Linked DNA regions of Ovis aries: region 2 is linked to region 1. A link is a contact called in public Hi-C data. All regions are on one chromosome and are shown on one strand. The core of a region is the stretch at or near the end of the contact, and the rest is flanking DNA. Distances in the headings are between cores, read along the strand shown. Region 1 overlaps PTEN (phosphatase and tensin homolog). Region 2 overlaps RNLS (renalase, FAD dependent amine oxidase).

What was found. A called contact is a pair of places that touch in the nucleus more often than the background predicts.
Region 2: a Hi-C map of liver shows a contact between it and region 1, with 5 times the contacts expected there. The contact joins two enhancer-like sites. A contact is called at or near these places in 2 of 16 Hi-C or Micro-C datasets (liver and skin fibroblasts).

What each region holds. Positions count from the first base shown.
Region 1 is chr22:9,338,736-9,345,777 of ARS-UI_Ramb_v3.0, reverse strand. PTEN (phosphatase and tensin homolog) reads right to left here. Exons shown (of 9, transcript XM_027960248.3): 9 at 1,780-7,042. Among named protein-coding and RNA genes, the nearest start is that of PTEN, 100 kb to the right of the region's middle. Within about 2 kb of position 2,822, at least 1 of the 54 cell types and tissues checked has an H3K27ac peak or open chromatin away from gene starts, as enhancers often do. A contact at or near this core is called in liver, where this site is marked.
Region 2 is chr22:9,803,294-9,810,335 of ARS-UI_Ramb_v3.0, reverse strand. The region is part of intron 5 of RNLS (renalase, FAD dependent amine oxidase); the gene reads left to right. Among named protein-coding and RNA genes, the nearest start is that of TRNAG-UCC, 13 kb to the left of the region's middle. Within about 2 kb of position 3,720, at least 2 of the 54 cell types and tissues checked have an H3K27ac peak or open chromatin away from gene starts, as enhancers often do. A contact at or near this core is called in liver, where this site is marked.

The DNA.
Region 1 (7,042 bases), core at 1,573-4,072:
ACTTTTCTTGAGTAACTCAAAATTTACAACTTGTTTCCTATCAATAAATCGTAAGTGACATTTCCTTTCAGCTTTACAGAAGTGTTTATGGCCATAACAGAGCTTTAACGTCTACTGAAAAGTGCTATCAAATATTGCCAAAATACACACACACACATTTAGTAAGACTGAAAGAAATTTAAAAATGAACACAACTCTAACAATGAAGAGAAACAGATTATTTATACAGATTTTGCCAAACCAATTTAGAAAATAACATACCTTAGAACATTGTAACTATTTTGAGTAGCAGTCTTTAAAAAATTTTCCCTAGATATACTAACGTGAGCACCTGCGTCCTCAGTAATGTCCGACTCTTCATGACCCCATGGACTGTAGCCCATCACGTCCCTCTGTCCACGGGATTTTCTAGGCAAAAATACTGGAGTGGGTCACCATTTGCTTCTCCAGGGGATTTTCCTAACCCAGGGATGGAACCCGGGTCTCCTATGTCTCCTGCATTGCAAGGTGAATTCTTTACTGCTTGGGCCAAGGCTCAGATATACCAACAGTAACCCTAAAAACTCAGGAATCAATATAGTTGTAAAAGGCGAGAACAAAATTTCATACAGGATGAGTGCATCTTGCTAATTAAAAGGATGAACAATTCTAACTACTGTTTCAGGGGAGGCCTATCTGGACTTACCCTATTCAACAGCGCAACCTCTGCTTCCATGTACTTGGTTCGTCCTTACCCTGTTCACATTCCCCACCCCTCTCCCCACACAGCATTTATTAACTTGTAAGTGGTGTGGTGACCATTCATTATCTGTTATTCTCCCTTACTAGAATGTAAGATCTATGAGGACAGGGATCTATTGTTCACTCATTTGTATCGCACATATCTAGATCAGCACCTGATGCGTATCAAGTGCTCAAGAAAACTGAGTGACTTAGTTTAGTTTCTTTATTGCGTCATGCTGTTTTGTCGCTGTTTTGCTTTTTTTTTTTTCCAGTTTGCTTTATTCTTAACTCCCTCTTCTTTGCTCAACAAAGCCTTCCCGGTTTTGTTGTTGTTCAGTCACTACGTCATATCCGACTCTATGCAACCCCATGGACCCTCATGTACTTTATTCACTATCTCCCAGTTTGCTCACATTCACGTCCATGAAGTCAGTGATGCTATCTAACCATCTCATCCTCTGCTGCCCACTTCTCCTTTTGACTTCAATCTTTCCCAGCATCAGGGTCTTGTCCTTCCAAAGCATAAACTAGAATACAATTGATGATGCGATGTAACAAATTGTCCCCAAATCTCAGTGGAAGCTAATCTTTACTTCTTGCTCATGCTAATACCTAACACATTCAATACAGGGGGAGGATTTGAGGAAGTTTTGCTCCATATAGTCACTCACAGCCAGGCTGACAGTTGCTCCACCTGGAACACATCATGTCCTTGGTCACTGTAGTAGAGAAGCCTAAGGATTGTACAAGGGATTTTATTTTCACTGCTTTTCCTTGGAAGTGTCATACCACTTCTCACTGCTAACTCACGGGAATAAATTAGTCAGAAGGGCTCCTTCTAACTTAACGGGGGTGGAAATTTAGAGGAGCATATGGAAGGTGTGGTAATCATCATCGTGTCACGTATCAATATTATAACTATTTAAATAAAGTCCATTTTCTCTATTAGAATGGAAACTCCTGAAGGGCCAGAGGTTGTTGGTTGGATCTCTAATATAATCCAAACATCTACGGACTTGACAAACATTTGTTGAATAAAAAGTTTAAAACCAAGTATTAAAAATAATTAACCTTTTTAATTTTTTAAAGAAAACAAATACTGTCCATAAGAAAGCATTTCTGTTTTTATGTCCATCAGTAGCCAAATGGAATTTTGATATAAACATTTCCATCATACCAACTTGGATAAATGCACAACTTAGAAAATAATTCAATAATGCACGTATCAAGAGTCTACCAACAAATTCATTAATATCCAAGATTCATTACTGAATGTCAAAGTCAACCAAGGTTAAGATTTTCATTATGATGAACTGTAAAATTCCAGTGCCAACTGGTTGCCTGAATCAAACTGTTTAATCCCTAAAACTGGAATCTAGCACTCTCAAACACGTAGTTCACCCAGCCACCCAGACCTCACTACACACACACCCTCTCACACTCTCTTTTAAAAACTGCCCATTAGGGCATTATAATGGAAAAAGAAAATAGAAACTGAAAGAGCATTTGTAAACATGGGATATCACTTAGACAACAGAGTAGGCAGAAAAATCCTAAAAGTGTACATGAAAGCCGATAAATGATAAGCTACAGAAAGCCACATTTAACCATTTTAAGAATTTCACAACAGTGAGCAGATTTGACAAACTGAAACACCAGAGCCAGGACTATGAGCTTTGCTCCACTCCAGGACAAACAAAATCTCTAACCATTTTAAGAACAGATGAGAATCCACATGTAACAAAGGAGATATAAACATTATTTTTAATTGAAAAAATGAAAAATATAAATCCTTGTTAAACATTTCATTTAAAAATATGCAGCTTTATTTTAAAATGTGGTAATGCTCAAAAATGGCAGTTGACTTCACTCATATATGTAAAAATGTTGGTAAAATATCAATACATTGGTTTATAAGTTATGTACTGCCCTCCAACTAAATTTTTTTTCACCAAACTTCTTAACTGTCAAGAAAAGTCTTATGTCCTAAGCCCACCATTATTAAACATGGTTAAGTTCCAGAGCTAAAAGCGAACCATTCAAGAAATAGGTTTTGATGTGACAGAAGCCTCATGAGCACAGATATAGAGGCAGCTAAGCGATAAACCAACAGTAACTTTCTTTTTTGCAGGTGTTTAATTCACTCTAAATTGAGCAACTGTTTGGGAATTATAGAGTGAAAAGCTCATCCTTCTTTTCCAACTTATAAGGGAAATAGAAAGGTGATGATGAAATTAACTACTAATAGTGTTTCATACATTCTGTTTAGCACATAATTCCAAAATGCAAATGTTTGAAAGTTTTTGAAGAGAAATATCTACAATCTTAAGCCTGTCTATGCTAAATAAATGTAACTGTCTGATTCACCTAGATATGTATTATTCTGATGCCAACAATATTTAAACGTCTCTGACTGACCACTGAATTGGAAAGGGCTCTCCAGTACACACACAATCTGCATCTGCAGCACTAGAAAGAATCCAATCAATGTCCATTTTCTGATGTAATTTAACATTCTACAAATCCATGAAGAGAAATACTAAGCTTAAAGGCTTTGAGAGCATGCACAGTACAAATTTCACCATTTAAAGAAAATATATACATGAATATACAAGAAAAAAAAACAGGATTGTATAGTCACTGAAGTAGTAATAATGGCTATTTCCAGGTGGTGGGATTATGAGTGAAGATTTTTCATGGGAAACTGTTCTCAACATAGCTAACTTAAAAACCAAAGGGTATTACCAACCAATGAAATTACTGTCCTTTACGACTTCACATTACAAACTTTTAAAGCTACCAACATATGTATTTGTCAGAGTGGCTACATATATTCTGATACACTTGGAAGATCTCTTAAAAGATGGAAAAATAGCAAGATCATAAAAGAATATATTTACTCTAAAATTAAAAACCACTGATAATCATTAGGTTTCCTACAGATATATAATTCCATAGGAAAATCAGTCTCTTTCATCTCATCTTTACAAGTTTTTAAATGTTTTTCTCTATTATCTTTTTTGCTAGTTTTTTATGTATTTATACCAGTTTGGACTGAATATTTACACTATTTCCATTCACAAACATTCCTCTCTGAACTAGTAACAGCACTGCTTATCAAAACTTACACTCAAGCCATTTAAGACTAAGTTTTAGATCTGTGGCTAATTATCTGGCAAGAATAAAAGAATAAGAAAAGTTTCATATTAGCAGCAAATTAACTAGATTTAAGGGTCTTGATTTGTTGTGAGCCTTTGGAAGCCTGCATATTAAACACCGGTGATTTTTAAATTCTCAATGGAAATGGTGATGGCATTCACTTAACCAAACTAGCTCAAATTAAGGGTAGTGAGAACATGCAATTAAAAAAAAAAACTACAGTAAATTCCTATTTTTCAGACATCTCCAAGATCATCTTATAAATCAGAATGATCTTAGACTCCAGTATGGTTTTCATCCATACTTAAATATCTAAAAAGAAAAAAAATGTGTGTACTCACACACACACACACTTTTCATACTTTATATATTATTCACTTTTTAAAAGTTAGAGAAAATGTAAACTTGAAATAACATTGTTACATAAATGATCTGCTTTAACATTTTTATAAGCTACACTTTCACTTATTACCTTACTATGCTTTGTGAAAGGATATGCCTTACTTAGTCTTTGCACTCTTAAAAATATGAGAAATAACAAGATTAAGTTCAGGAACATAAAGTCTTTAGACTATTGTGAAATATCAATTTTTAAAGAGCATAAGTCACAATGATCAGATGAAGCTTCCCATGTTGATGGCGTATTACAGAATCAAAGAATGGAAAAGCCACAAAATTGAAATCTGAGATATCAAATCCATTCTGGGCAATTATCTTCAGATACCCCACTTAGTAGAGTATATATATATAGATATATGCATGATTTTTCAAAAATCGTGAACATTTTGGGATTAGCATATTATTTAATATGTGCAATTTAAATTGTGCTTAAAACAATTTACTAAGTATTAGACTAAGATCCTAAAAAAGCTAGATGCCTCTCAAACATGAGTAGATTGGTACTCTACTCCCAAACTGATAAGGGCCCATGTTTTTATGTAACTGTAGGCTTTGAAGGACAGCAGGGGGTTCAAAAAAAACCTTACAAAAAACTTATTAATCACATTTGGCTGCCCATCATTAAAATGTCAGTGAACCTAAGCAATTTAAATTATAAATATTCTCATTTAATAAAACACCCACACAATGACAAGAATGAGACTTTAATCAGTTTTAAGTGGAGTTTATAACACTAAGAGATAAAGGGTTGTTAACAAACACAATAACAAATGGACATCTGATTGGCAGGAGGCATTATCCTGTACACATCGTATTTTTTTGTGCATCCTCAGTGCATAGCATTTACACACAGAGCCACTGCTGCACAGCACAAGAGTATCTGAAGAGGCTGAATCAGAGTAAGGCTGTTGAACAGACTGAAGTTTTTTAGTATATATAATCTATATGAAAACAGATTGAACTTTTGAACTGGCAGGGTAGAAGGCAACTCTGCCAAACACTGCAGTTAAAGCCCCCACTTTAGTGCACAGTTCCACCCCTTCCATCTGCATGCATGACACATTAACAGTATTTAAAGGTAAACGAGGCACTTTGTGGCAACCACAGCCATCGTTATGAACATATTGCACAAATTTTCTAGAACTAAACAGTAACTTGTACCCTACTTTTATTTTTTAAAGCTGAAACATTTGATGCTGCCGGTAAACTCCACTCAAGTTTATAACCTGTGCCACAGTGAAGAATGGTGATGCTATTTACTCAACTACCCTTTAATAATTATGGCAGAAAGATGTTCAAGAGGAGCTACAGAGGACTTGGGATGGTACAGGGCCCAATTGTAAGCTTTCTTAAAAGTGATGCCTTCAAGTAACTTCAGACAAGTAAGCGGCTGCACATCCAAAAAGTCTAAGAAAACATTCCAGAAACTCAAGAGATTTACCTACAGAATGCATTTCAGGCTAATCATGAATACTGTCATAAATAAAGTTTTAATTAGGACTCGGAAACCTTTCAGTCATAGCAATTCTTGTCAAATTCTATGGGCATGGTAACTGAAATAAAGGAGAGTAGTATGTATAATATATATTTATATATATATAATATATATAATGCCATTTTTCCATTTCCAATGACTACACCATAAAATGTAAGCAAGGCTTCTCAAAAACATTGAAACATTCAAAATCAAAACCCTCATTCAGACCTTCACATTCCAAAGGAAAAATAATAACAGTGCAAAAGCCCATTATAATGTCATTATTTATGACCTGGCCCTCCATGTTACATATTGGAACAATACAAGTTATGCTTTAATATACTGTGCCCAAAACTGTAACAAATAACAGTATTAATAACTATCTTCAAAACACAAATAGTTGATTTTCATTTTAGTCAACACTTTTCAGCTTTTATGAAAGACAAGGTGAGATAAATTTCAATGATGAGAGCTGAGGAATAGGTGTCTCTAACTTTACCAATTTAACTTATGAGCAGTCAATCAATTCTCTACATATCAATGTTTAAATATCAATGTGTAAATACTAACCGCTTTGTTAAAAAACTTTAAAACCTTATTTTTTGAATGAAACTGACAAGGTATGGAAAACATGTCAAGATCATTTTCCAAAGAATATTTTAGATGAAGCTCTGCCTAATCTATTTACCATCAAACTCTATAAATGCTGCTCTAGTAGGTCCTACGCAATCTGTATTTGTAAATTAACTAGGTCAGACCACAGCTAGTGAACAATTTCAGCACCAATAAGTTATTGAAAATGAGATTTTACACCATTAAGAAATAAATTGGCTGGATAGTCAAACATTTCAAGGTCAAGGTGTAATTTGAAAGATATCAAATTTCTGGGAAAAAAATTATTTTTAATCATATCTTCACATTAACTTTACAATAGTAGTTGTACTCTGCTTAAAATCATATGCAGTCTGGGCATATCAAATATATGATATTTAAGAAGTGAAATTGAAGCCCTAATCCTAACTCTAGCACTATGAAGAAATGATTCAACACTGCACATTTAAAAAAATCTATTCTTTCAATAGCAAATTGATAAAAGCATTATGTGGGACAATTTCTACTGAAAAAGTAAATGACTTATTATTTGTGCAGTGTTGAAAATTTACTGCAACTCTAATTTCCTTTTTAACACAAATAACGTCCTTTTAAATATAAACATTATATGTATTCAATATTCAAGTAAAATTCCCTAACAGTTAATGACATTTAAAAAATGTGCAAAACTGC
Region 2 (7,042 bases), core at 2,471-4,970, 460 kb before region 1:
ACTGTAAACTTCAAGAGAGCCCTTCTGCTTTTGTGATTTTCCTGTTCCTACAGTAAGCAAAATGCACACATATATTTTAGAATTTCACATAAGAAGACATCATAGTCAAAGTTGAACCTCTAAAATCATCTCAAACAGTAACTTTAATCTTCTGCAAGAGTCTGATTAGCGGTATGTGCACACTCACATACATGGATATAGCATTAAGATCCTATGATGTAAGCAGTTCTAGAGCAAAGGAAAGAAGTGGAAACTATGCCCTGAACTAGCCTTTAAGGAACATCATCATCTTTTCTAGCTTTGGTTTCCTCATCTCTAAAAGCGTGCAGTTGAATTTCCTTATCTCTGATGTCCTTTCAGCTCTAAGAGTTTTTGACCACCTTTTTCACTTATACTCCAGAAACACTTTCTATTACACTCTTACAGCAGTAATGATACAGTCTCCCAAGACAAACTTAACAGAAGACTCAAGTAAGCCTTCTGTATATTTCTCCAAATGGATTCAGAATATTTGCTTCATGGTAACCAGACATCAAAAAATAAACAAAACAAATAGATTCCTTACAGTTTCTTTAAAGTGGAAGGCATGGATAATAGAACCAGACTCAATACGAAAATGACATTATTTGTATTAATTTCTTCAGATAGAAAGTATTTTCTGTGTCTTTAATTTTGGTGTAGATGTGACTGTGAAGCTTGTTTCCCTTTGGTATGAAATATAAAATGAGAGGATCGAAATAAGGTCAGGATTCTCAGTGGCTTACCTAGTAAACTCAAATTATGAGTAGACGATATTGACACGGGAAAACCTTATCACTGTCTGCAAAAGAATAGAAAATATAATGGGTCAGATCTGCCCAGATAAATTGTCTGAAATATATCAGTACATGAGAATTGGAGACAAAGCAAAAGAGTTGAGTCTGATTTGCCAACCAAAAAAAAAAAAAAAAAAAAAACCCCACTGAAGCACCAAAAGGAGCTATCTGAAAGAGGAAGGAAGAGGCCCTTAATGTTAAATGGAAAATATGGTCCCCACAGTTTCACCTCAGTGAGGCTTAGGAGTTTGGGCCGTGCTACAAATAGAACAGTGAACATTTGGTCAGCTACTTGGAAGAAGACCATAAATACAAAGTAGAGATGGTGTAAGATCAAGTCGATGTAAAATCAAGTCAGTGTAACACCAAGCAGGTGGAAATCCTTCAAAGTGAGCTGACTTTAAAGCAGGGGAAGGGAACACACTGCCATTCACTTCTGTTTTCACAGTGCCAAAAAGTAGTGTTGGTGCACAGATGCTTAATATCTGTAGAATTAAGGAATGGCTATCAGGCAATGTTGGAAATAGAGACCTAGTTTATATGTGAGAAAAACAGAAGAAAATGCAGGTCAGCAAGAACTATACATAAGATCTAGATTAATGAAGGGGAGTGGAGCAGAAGAAAATCAAGGAAAGAAAAAGACATTTGCTGCCAGAACAGAAGGATTTGGGAGCACAGTGGCTGGAAGCTTCTCAATGGGAACCGCAGGCGGTCTTGTTCTCAGCCTTCACCGTGGTACATTATGTGACCTCAGGCAGAGGACCCAGCTTTATACTTTCTTCTTATTAACTGGAGTTGACATTTTCTACCCCCTTGAAAGGGACCAAAAGATTCCTCAAACACCGTTGAGAGAATGAATACTTCTCCTTTGGGGCTGGACATTATCAACATATCTGTGTCCAAAACATAGATGTTAAGTATTTCTCGTTTTTCTTGAGAATCAGTGCTAAAGAAGAAAGTTTATTCAGTCAACAGATTTATAGAGCACCCACTGTTTAGCAGATACCATTCTAAGCATGAGTAAAGATATTTTGATGTCAGGTAGTTCAGTTGTTTGAGGAATAATCCACAGAGAGCAGTGGGGAAGCTACAGAGTATTTAAAATTGTTTTAATTAGTGTGAAATGTCTTGAGAGGGTGGTTCCCATACCACCTCATTCATCTCTCTTCCCTGAGCCACCTGATCTCAGGCCTCCTGGTTCCAAAGAAATTACCCTCCTTTAAGGTCATCCATCGGAGAAGGCAATGGCACCCCACTCCAGTACTCTTGCCTGGAAAACCCCATGGACGGAGGAGCCTGGTAGGCTGCAGTCCATGGGGTCGCTAAGAGTCGGACATGACTGAGCGACTTCACTTTCACTTTCATGCATTGGAGAAGGAAATGGCAGCCCACTCCAGTGTTCTTGCCTGGAGAACCCCAGGGACAGGGGAGCCTGGTGGGCTGCCATCTATGGGGTCACACAGAGTCGGACACAACTGAAGTGACTTAGCAGCAGCAGCAGCAGCAGCAAGATCATCCATGACTGTTGAATCCTTTCAATGTAGTTTGAGTCTTTCATCTTTTAATTTCTGTTGAGGCATTTGAGATTATTGATCATTCTTCTTGATAAAACTCCCACCTTCCCTGGTCCTCTTATCAATGATGAATATGTCCTAAAAATTTACAAAGTAAGCTTGGAGTCACAGAGATATGAGTGCAGATCTCAACTTTGTCATCTTGCAAACCTGAGCAAATTATTTAACCCAAATTAGTTTCTTCATGTGTAAAATGAGGTGCACCCTCTCCTTATGTTACTGTTATAAGGATTTCCTCAAGGTAAAGCATCATACCTGGTACATACTAGAATGCTCAGATCAACATGAGAGTTCTATTTAGGTTTCCCTGTCTTCATCTGCACTGTGTATCAGTCAGTCATGTCCGACTCCTTGCAGCCCTATGGACTGTAGCCCACAGGCTTCTCTATCCATGAAATTCTCCAGGCAGAACTACTGGAGTGGGTAGCCATTCCCTTCTCCAGGGGATCTTCCCAACCCAGGGATTGAACACAGGTCTCCTGCACTGTAGGCAGATTCTTTACCCTCTGACCCACCAGGAAAGCCCTAATAAATACTACTACTATCTTACTTCAGAACCTCCTCATCTCTTCCCTAAATTATTTCAAAGGCCTTCTCACCAGTCCTGCCTCTTACACCTTTCGCTGACTCCATTCTATTTCTCACTTGCAGACTTTGAAGTGTAAATCTGATCATACCACGTTCCTTCTTCAGATTCGTCAGTGGAACCAAGTCCAAACTCCTCAGCATGATGTAACCCAGCTCATCTCTCCAGCATCATTAACCGTAACAGGCTTCACTTGTGCTGCCTACAGTTCCCAGAGCACTCGTGGGCTCACACATCTCTAGGCCTTTGCACGTGACTTTTGCTCTACTTGGAAAGACTTTTCCCTCCTTTTCTGCCTGAATAACTTTTGTGTATTCTTCAAATTCAGCTCATCATTACATCTTTCAAAAAATTTCCTAAAGCAGATAGATCTCCCTCTGACATACTTCAGTACTATCTAGTGCATACATTGTGTTTTACCTATTAATTTTGCTTATTTGTTTTCCTAACTGGGTATATACTCCATGGGGCTTCCCCAGTGGCTCAGCATGTAAAGAATCTGTAATGCCTGTAACGCAAGAGACACAGGAGACATGGGTTCAGTCCCTGGGTTGGGAAGATACCCTGGAGGAGAGTGTGGTTACCCAATTCCAATATTCTTGCCTGGAGAATCCCATGGACAAAGGAGCCTGGTGAGCTACAGTCCAAAGGGTTGCAAAGAGTCAGTCACGACTGCATGACTGAGCAACTAAGCACAGCAGAGCACATGCACTCCATGAGGGACTGTATCTAAGTCCCATTCTTTTCATAAGGCCTGGTACCCAGTATAATCAATATGTGTTTATTGACCTAGTTATATAAACACTGACTTTTAGTGTTTTGGCAGGGATAGAAGTGGTAAAAAAAAAAAAAAAAAGAGAGAGAGAGAGAGAGAGAGAAAATGGACTTTGAGCCAGTGTGCAGTATGTATGTAAACATGAATCAACCAGCAATAAGTGGGCAGATTTGCAAAATCAGTGATGAAGGTGGTGTGAAACAAAATTAGAGTCCATCTAACAACAAACACGTATACAACATGCATTTTCCCCATGGTCCAGTGAGGAAACAAACTCCACCTTTTCAAAAGCAAAGGAATGTGTAACAGTATATGTAAGTTCTAAAACATGGAGCAATGATTAAATGTTCATATGTAAAATCTAAAAAAACCTGAACTTATAGATACAGAGAACAGATTGGTGGTTGCCAGGGTGGGAAGTGGGTGCTGGGTGAAATGGGTGAAGGTGATTAAAAGGTAGAGATTTCTAGTTATAAATAAGCCCTGGGGATAGAATGTACAGCGTGGCAACTGTAGTTAACAATACTGAATTATATGTTTGAAAGAAGTTAAAAGAGTAGATTTTAGAAGTTCTCATCATAAGAAAAAAATTGTAACTATTTGAGGTAATCAGTGTTAACTAAATTTATTGTGGTTATTGTCTCATAATTTTCACAGATACCAAATCACTATATCATATACCTAAAACTAATACAATATTTTATACCAATTGTATCTCAATAAAACTGGGAAAATAAATTTTAAAAGAAAAAGGTCTTTGAATTTTTACTCCTATGCCCTTAAATTTGGCATAGAACCTTTCCTGTATCCACTGTTTTATGAATATAGCCATTTTATAGACCAAAAGTTGGCAAACTACAGCCCATGGGCCACATCCAGTCTGTCTCTTCTTTTATAAATAAAGTCATATTGGAACACTAGCACACTGATTCATTTATGTAGTGTCAGCAATGCCTTCCTGGTATAATGTCAAAGTTGAGTCCTTGCAACAGAGTTTGTATGGCACATGAGGCCTAAAATATTTACTGTCTGTCCCTTTACAGAAAAAGCTTGCAGGTCTTTGATATGGCAGTAGATATTAGGACAAATAAGTGAAGTCTGCTCTTTAGAGTGTAGAACCCAGAACTGCTGAGCTGACAGACTTAAGAGTAATTTCTCTTAAAAAAAATGAAATATAGAAAAAAATTTAAAAGAAAAACCTGTCAGTTATCTCAATGAATTTCAGCTCCACTGGTGATTTTTTGAACAGCTAACTGACAGAGTTCCGTCAGTTTGGAAGCTTAATGTGAAAGGGCATGTCATATGCATGCATGCTGCCTTGCTTCAGTGGTCTGTGGCTCTTTAGGACCCTATGGACTGCAGCCCGCCAGACTCCTCTGTCCGTGGGACTCTCCAAGCAAGAATACTGGAGTGGGGTGCCATTTTCTTCTCCAGGGGATCTTCCCAAGCCAGAGGTCAAACCCGGGTCTCTTCTGTCTCCCTGCATTGGCAGGTGGGTTCTTTACCAGTAGCGCCACTTGGGAAGCCTTTATTTTATATGCATAGTCAGTGTTTTATTTGTCTCTGTTGCTTTAATTAGTCCTTTGAAAATCATAAGTGACATTCATGTTCAGGTGTAGGGGAGATGGCCTGCAATCTAGATGTGATTTCGTATAAGAAAGTGGAGAATGAGATACAAAATCACTATCAAAGTCAGAGGCCCTAATGACTCCTAGAAGCTTTCTGGGCTCTATTTAAATCATTTGAAACTGAAATTAATGATTCATATATGTGCTGGGGCTTACAGAAGTAAGAACAGGATTGTGATTCATCTAATACTAGTACATGAACTTTGTTCCTATGACATAGGGTGGAAAAATGCATTTCTAATGCTTTGAGATGTGTAATCAAGCACGTTCTTTTTCCTGATTTTGGATCCCAAATGGAAAATAAGGCCAATTAAATTACTTCCTTAATCATATTACTGTGAAAATGTTTACAAACAACACCTAAAACTGGGAAGTCATTCCTGATCCCACTGATTGGAAAGGGTGACCTCAGTGTACATTCAGCAATAACTAAATGACATTGTATATAGACTCTTATTTGTTCGTATCCGTATCATGTGTGTAAAACTTTTGCTTGTAGACAGTTTCTTGAACAGTTGAACAATTCAGTATAAAGTCACATTTTTGTGAAATGAATTGTATTTTACTTATTTAAATTGCATATTCAGAATGGGTTTCCACTAAGGTTTTTTCTCCTCAACACATTATTAAAACACACATATATACATGTGCACACAAATACACACACACAATTAAACAAATCCCACCTCTCATAAAGAAATGTAATTGACTAATGAGCCAACTCATATCCTTTTCGGAACAAAGAAAGTTATAAAAACAACTATTGAACAATAAGCTAAAAATAATTTTCTAAATAAAAAATTTACATTATTTAAAACACCAAATTGAAAATTCAGTATTAGAAAAGGGAGAAGTTGCATCTCACTGCCTAATGCTTACAGATTAAAGAGAAAGAAATGGAAAAGAAAAGCTTTCACACCTAATTGAACAATTCTCTTCCACATAGAGTCACCACAATTACCTTTTTAAGATGTATTTTTGCCACTTTCCAGACATCCTTAAATGAGGTGCTGAAGGTATAGTTTAAACACATTTAACAGTTGCGTCTATGTGATATGTGTACTATCTCTTTAACAGCTTGCTTTTTCTTTCATCTTTTATCAGCACACACTGCTAGCACTGGACGTGGGGGGTGGAGGTAAAGGCAAGTACAGAAAAAATTCAGCAAAACAGTAGAGAGAACAGAAGAGTCAAAGTTCACACTAATAGTGATTTCCTTAGATGGAAGCGTTTCATGCTGTATGTTAACCAAGTCTGCAAGTCAGGTCACCAATGTCATTTATGTTTTGCCCACAAAAAAACAGATTTCCCTGTATTACAGAGTCAGTACTAAAACTGAAATCAGAGTGCTCTAATAATGACTTTCAAAGAAGGGTCATGGCTGTCTTTTTTTTTTTCCTGTATTTTATTTTTAATTTGAGTATAATTGCTTTACAATATTGTATTAGTTTCTGCTGTATCATAGCATACATCAGCTATATGTATACATAGGTATGGCTGTCCTCTTTAACCCCAATAATTCTGATACCCTTGTCTAGGCCTGCAGCCGTAGCAGAGCAGTGGTAGGCACCATGAAGACAAAACCTGTGCATTTGCATTTTGCTGTCGGCACTTAATAAATATTTGCTGACCCACCAAAGAAGTTAAAAGTTGGCTTTTCTTCA